2 separate regions of the Mus musculus genome follow, and region 1 is linked to region 2. The links are chromatin contacts, called in public HiChIP or PLAC-seq maps. All regions are on one chromosome and are shown on one strand. Each heading gives the region's core, a stretch centred on a gene start, on an enhancer-like site or on the middle of the called end of the contact. The rest is flanking DNA. Distances are from core to core; before and after follow the strand shown. Region 1 overlaps Dram1 (DNA-damage regulated autophagy modulator 1). Region 2 has its middle 45 kb from the start of Gm30073.

What was found. HiChIP or PLAC-seq counts read pairs in DNA pulled down with a chosen protein or histone mark.
Region 1: an H3K4me3 HiChIP or PLAC-seq map of bone marrow-derived macrophages shows a contact between it and region 2, with 4 times the contacts expected there. The contact joins two enhancer-like sites. A contact is called at or near these places in 1 of 39 promoter capture datasets (embryonic stem cells), 2 of 115 datasets of contacts at active chromatin or transcription factors (bone marrow-derived dendritic cells and bone marrow-derived macrophages) and 1 of 9 other capture datasets (macrophages).

The regions. Positions count from the first base shown.
Region 1 is chr10:88,348,674-88,351,762 of GRCm38.p6, reverse strand. The region is part of intron 1 of Dram1 (DNA-damage regulated autophagy modulator 1); the gene reads left to right. Among named protein-coding and RNA genes, the nearest start is that of Dram1, 6.9 kb to the left of the region's middle. Within about 2 kb of position 1,747, at least 35 of the 459 cell types and tissues checked have an H3K27ac peak or open chromatin away from gene starts, as enhancers often do. A contact at or near this core is called in bone marrow-derived macrophages, where this site is marked.
Region 2 is chr10:87,752,202-87,755,198 of GRCm38.p6, reverse strand. No RefSeq gene overlaps it. Among named protein-coding and RNA genes, the nearest start is that of Gm30073, 45 kb to the left of the region's middle. Within about 2 kb of position 1,533, at least 10 of the 459 cell types and tissues checked have an H3K27ac peak or open chromatin away from gene starts, as enhancers often do. A contact at or near this core is called in bone marrow-derived macrophages, where this site is marked.

The sequences.
Region 1 (3,089 bases), core at 498-2,997, 600 kb before region 2:
CCCCGAGGCTCTTAAATCTCCAGGATACTTTATTATGTGGGCTAAAAGCAAGATGTGCAACAAAGCTTGCTATTTTTAGTTAGCAACAATGGAGAGAAAGAATACACACTTGTATCAGCTTGCCTGAAGATTAATCGGAAGCTGGATATGCTAGTGTGGTACTTTATCTCCGCACTCCAGGGGCAGAGGCAAGATACTGATTCAGGTCTGAGGGGGGACCTGAGATAGATAGGAAGACTTCAGCTTGTGAGTTCAAGGCCAGCCTGGTTTACATAGCAAGCGGCAGGACTGACAGGACAACATACTTGAGACACTGTCTCAAGAAAAGAAAACAAAAAAAGGAAATGTTAGCATGCACCAGGTCCTAGAGTAATCACCAGCCTCTCAAATAAAGAGACTCATAAAAAATGTTTGTTGCAGAGGGCCACTGAGGTCAGTAAGACATTATAAAAATATTACTGGCATATTTTCCCCCTGTGTTTTTAATATTTTAAACAAATTGGCTCTCTACCCTACTCTTAAATTTACAACATGAAATCAGACACCAGCTACTTGTAGAACGTTGGAGTCATATAACATGCGTGTGTGTGTGTGTGTGTGTGTGTGCATTGTGAGCCCATTTAATGCGAGCGCATCAAAACCAAGAATAAATAAAAGCCACCCTCACGGGATTAGGCCACACCCACATTCTCAAGCACAGCCAACCAGGCTTAATTTGGAGCGTGTCTTTTCCTTCTCTAGGTTCTGGGGTATCAGTTTATCCATATGGGCTTCCATCCACAACCTCTAGGCTACCTTCTTAAAGGGTGCCCTACCTTGGAAGTGTGCTTGTATCTCACACATGATCCTCCACACCAAAACTCCACAGTTTTGTTGGTTCTGGGTCCCAGCCAGGCCTTTTGTAAGGACTGTTTACGAGGAGTCTGGTTTTGCTCAATAGATTATGCAGCATTTAACCACCTATGTTGTTCCTCATGACCCTAATTCCTGCTCAATAAACAAGTGGCAGAAAATTGGGCTACCTGTAGAATTCAGACACTTTAAAGTGGGATCCAGAGTTGCAGAGTAAATGACATAAAAAGGTTGATCCGGTTTTTAATTTCAAAATCAAAAACACGGCAGGATGCGGCTTAATGTCTTTCATCACAGCGCTGGGGAGGCACAGGCAGGTGAATCCCTGTGAATCTGAAGCCGGCCTAGGCTACATAGCACGAGCCTGTCTTAAGGAAAAATTGAGTGTGGTGGCTTGTACTTATAATCTCAGCACATGAGAGGCAGGGGGAGGTGGATTACTGTCAGTTCAAGGCCAGCCTAGTCTCTATAGTGAAAGCCTATTGAGACAGGGTTACAGAATGAGACACAGCTTTCAAAATAAAAACAAAAGACCCAACACAAAGTAGTTAGTATTGTTACTTGAGGGAGAGAGGGGGGTGGGAGGGAGAGAGAGAGGGAGAGAGAGAGAGAGAGGGAGAGAGAGAGAGGGAGAGAGAGAGAGAGGGAGAGAGAGAGAGGGAGAGAGAGAGAGGGAGAGAGAGAGAGAGAGAGAGAGAGAGAGAATTCTTTAAAAAGTGACTTGCCCAAGGCTTTACAAGTAGGAAGACAGGCTGAACATTTACAACTATCTAAAACTAATTTCAATCGACCAATGGACGTGGTTAGGAACTCTCCCCTGCTGGCTTATACAATGCCTCCTTAAGCATTTCCCCATTGTCCTGCAAGCACAGCCTTACATGCTTGCGGTTAGAGTTTTTCCGGGCTCTTCTGGAGCCATTGTTGAGGAGTTCGGCTTACGACAGCTCTTTAGTGTGTTCTCGAAAGACTGAAATGTCAAGAGGTCTTTAAAGTGTAGCTCTCCTGTTTTCAAGTTGAGATGAAAGGTTGAACGTTAACAGCTAACCCAGTCCTGGCAGGAGTTTTTGCCTTTTTGGAAGCAGACAGAATTCCCTAGGCTGGCCTCTAACTCCGGATCCTCCTGCTTTAGCGCCTCCGTGTTGGGATTTACAGGCACAAGCTGTCTTTCTTAGCCACTCCTCCACTGCCTTTATTTTTATATTTATTTAGTTATTTATCATATATGGTGCCTACGCCAGTGAATGCCAGTGTATATACCCAGAGGCCTTATTCCATTGAGACACAGTCTCTCACTGAACCTGGCCTTAGACTTATAAGCCTCAGTCTGAACACGAATGATACACCTTGTGCTGGGCATCTACACTCCCAACTGAGCCATCAGCCCTGGCTTTAGATAATGGGAAATCACATGTATCTGCTGATAAAGAATCATTTGGCCATGCTTAGGAAAGTCATGCATGTGTTCTTTGTATTGTTCCAGCATTAAGTGATTGTTCACTGCCTTAGCAAAAATTTAGTTTGGAGTATGTTCCTCAGATTTCTTGGAATCATCCAAAGTTGGCTTAACATATATAAATGTAAACACAGGAAATGTGCTCATAATTGATTTCCCAGTTACACCTTGTTTTGGAATTACTGTGTGTATGATGGCTTCAACAGCTTCTAAACCATGGGCAAAGGAAACATTATTTACTCTCATCCAGCTGCTACCATGAATATCTCCTTAAGAAGACCAGTAAAGTGGATGAGGCCAGGGCAGGACCAAGCATTCTGGGAAGCCATGTGATGAAAGAATGAAGTGCTTGGGAATAAGAAAGGTGGGTCTCAGCTAGATTGGAAAGCAACTGGTCTGCCTTCTCACATTCCCAGTTTCTTGAATCAGGCACCCAGATATACCTATGTCGCCCAAATACATCCCTCAGTATCTGTGAAGGACTGGTTCCTAGACAGCCTCAGGTTGCAAGAATCTGAGGATACTGAAGTCAGTGGCTGCTCAATGTGTTGGGGTTTGCCTACAACCCCACACAGCATCCTGTATACTTTAAGTCATCTCTACATTACTTAGGATACAAGGTAAACACTATGAAAAAAGCCCGTGAACAATATTGTTTAGGGGATAGCGACAAGGGTATTCAGTACACATGCATTTCAAAATGTGTTTTGGATTCTTGCTTGGTTGAATCCCCGATTCAGTATATATGGCGATAGCTATGGGTGGTCAGCTTCTCTCCCTCTGA
Region 2 (2,997 bases), core at 284-2,783:
CTTGCCTGGTGACAAGAGATGGCCAGCTGAGACTGTATCCTCTATTGCTAGGAATCCTCATTACATTTGACTTCAGACATTCTAGGAAGTTTCCACCATATTAGATTTCCATACTATCTCCCCCCAATACCTTCCAGCTCTATCCATCTGTTCCTATATTCTCTCCCTCTACCTCAGAAACCAGAAACTAGATAGCCCATGGAAAACCAAACACTACTAGTCTTAAAAATCAATAAAATGCCTCTTACTGATTTTCTGCTATACTCAGAGATCAGTGCCTTATTCAGTCATCATCAGAGAATCTTCCTCTGACAGAAGAGTGGAACAGATGCAGAGACCCACAGCCAGAAATTATGAGTGGAGAGTCTAAATGGGAGGTTTCCATTAAATCCTCCCCCCTCAGAGCTTAGGAAATCCCTTGGAAGAGGAAGCAGAAAAAATTGTGAGAGCCAGAGGGACTGGAGGATACCAGGAGAATAAGACCCTCTGAATCAACTAAGCAAGGTGCATATGAGCTCACAGAGACAGCAGTCACAGTGCCTACATGGCTCTGCACCAGATCCTCTGTATATATTATAGCTATTAGCTTAGGATTTTTAAGGGACTCCTGACTATGAGAATGAGTGAGTCTCTGACTCTTGTGTCTGCTTTTGGGGCTCTGCCCCTCCTATTGGATTGCCTTCTCCACCTTCAATATGATAGTTTTTGCTTCATCTCATTACAGATTATTTCATCAGGTCTGGTTGTTATCTCTTTGAAGTCTGTCTTTTCTCATGACAGAGAGGGAGTGGATCAGGATGGGAGGAGAGGTGAGGAGAAACTGGAAGGAATAGAGGAAAGGGAAACTATGATTAGGATATGCTGTATGAGAAAAGAATATTTTCAATAAAAAGTAAAAAAAAAATGGAATATGTCAGCACAGTTAAGAATACAGACTTCAAGATTTACCAGATTTGAAGCCCATTCTGCCAACTTAAATGTTAAAATGAGATAGGTGTCTCTGTACATTGTAGGACCTAAACAACACTGTATTAGACAACACTGTGTTGATGTCTGTTGTGAGTCTTTAGAAGGACTATTTAATATTCAGAATTTCTCAGATTTATTTCACCACGGGATAAGAGTCTGGAAGAACATGCCTGATAAAGCCAGCATTTTCACATAATACATACTTAACTGCTAGATTTAAATCATCATTTGTCTTCAGGTTGGAAGAAAGCCTTCCTTCATATCCCCCCTATTTAACCAGTGTTTTGTGCTTTTTCTAACACAGCTGATTCTACATTCCCATGACCCAGGCAGAGTTTCCATCCCTCTGGTCCTTGGTAGAGCTGATGCTGAGACTGAGACAGGTTTCCTGGGAGTCCTGAAGGTCATAAGACAGAAAGAGCCTCTTTCAAGTCTAACATGGCTCATAAAGCATGGGGAATTCCCAAAATCGTTTAGAAAATTCCATTTAGTCTTGACATGTTGTGTCCAGCTTTAGGTAATACATATAAAATGCCTGATGTGGCATTTTCACTTCCTTCTCTGTTACCCAGAATTCTATTTTTATTGCAGTGTGTTTAGTAGTCACACATATATCAACATGAAGATCTACTGGTTTAAAGTTCCCCAAAGAGTAACTTAAACTATGGCTCACATCATGCAACAAATGATTTCTCCACTCCTTAGAGACTCCTACCAAGAAACCTTGGAAGATGTCACAAGTGTCACACCCAAAACCTGGCTTTCTTCCTACCGCTCCCGATCATAAAGCTCCATGAGGCAATGAAACTGATTTGAACTTCAGCTTGGCAATGTCACACCCATGTCACCTCACATCTTTCTAAACTATTTGTAAATCTGCAAGATTAAAAATAAAAGTATATCGGCAGGGTTATATTCATCCTATGTCAATATATATTGCTTTAGGTTATGGGTTCGAAGAAGGTTATTTCTTTTATATCACATCTTGGAATCCTTAATTCAGCATCACATATGTTTTTTTCTCATATTTTAATGCCATTGGAAAAATATAATTTTTGGACATCTTGAGAGTTTCTTACATTTAAATATTTATTATCATCCTCATTGATATTCCTTGAGGCTATGCGTCCTAGTTATATTCCTTCCATTTTGCCAACTGTATTCCACACCCATCAGCAAGAGCACTAAACTTGCATTTACTTGGTGACTATGCTTGCTTGCACCACCCTTTGTTCGCTAGTAAAGTTTTGAAACTCTTTAACCTCTTGTGGATTCAGGATGCTGCAGTTGAGACAGCAACCTACTTTCACAAGGTAGCTGAGAGGGTCAAATTAGGCGATGCATACAAAAGGTCTTTGTGTATCCTACCGATTTTGAACATTGCTCAGTGTCAGTTTGGTGTTGGCAAGTGGATTCCATCCATGTAGGACCCTCTTCACATTTCAAAGTGAAGGTTCCATTCAGTCTAAAACGAAGTTGTTTAAAACTAAGTTTTATATTATTTCAGTGAACTTAATTTGTTCTACTCAAGGCTGACATATTTCAGATAGGAGACTTGTATTTGCCTTGATTCTAATACTTAGCTTAGGTTTGGAGCAAGCTGTGATTTAAAGATTTAATTCCAGGTCCTGTGTCTGACCTTGGTCTTCATTTGCCCTTGAGTAAATACAGATCTCCTGGAGGGTGAGCTGTCCAGACAGAGAACAGTTGGTGACGGTTTACCTTGGATTTGAAACATTTCCCCAGTGATTTATGTCTCTGACATGGTCTCATTTCATATAACCCCAAATCCAGCCCTATTTGTTTCCCTTGGCCTCTTTGAAAGCAGCAGAGCTGCTTACTCCATATATTCAGGCAAATTCCCCAGGATGTATCCCCTTCTATGCACCAAGCCAGTTCTGCTTTGTTGATTAGCTTGGTGATCCTCTAGGCTTCTTTGGGGAGTTCAGAGCTTATGTTCTCATGGTGTAGTGTTCCAAAATCTGACAGATAGAAACTAGAAATTGGCCGCTGTGCTCAATTCCCACA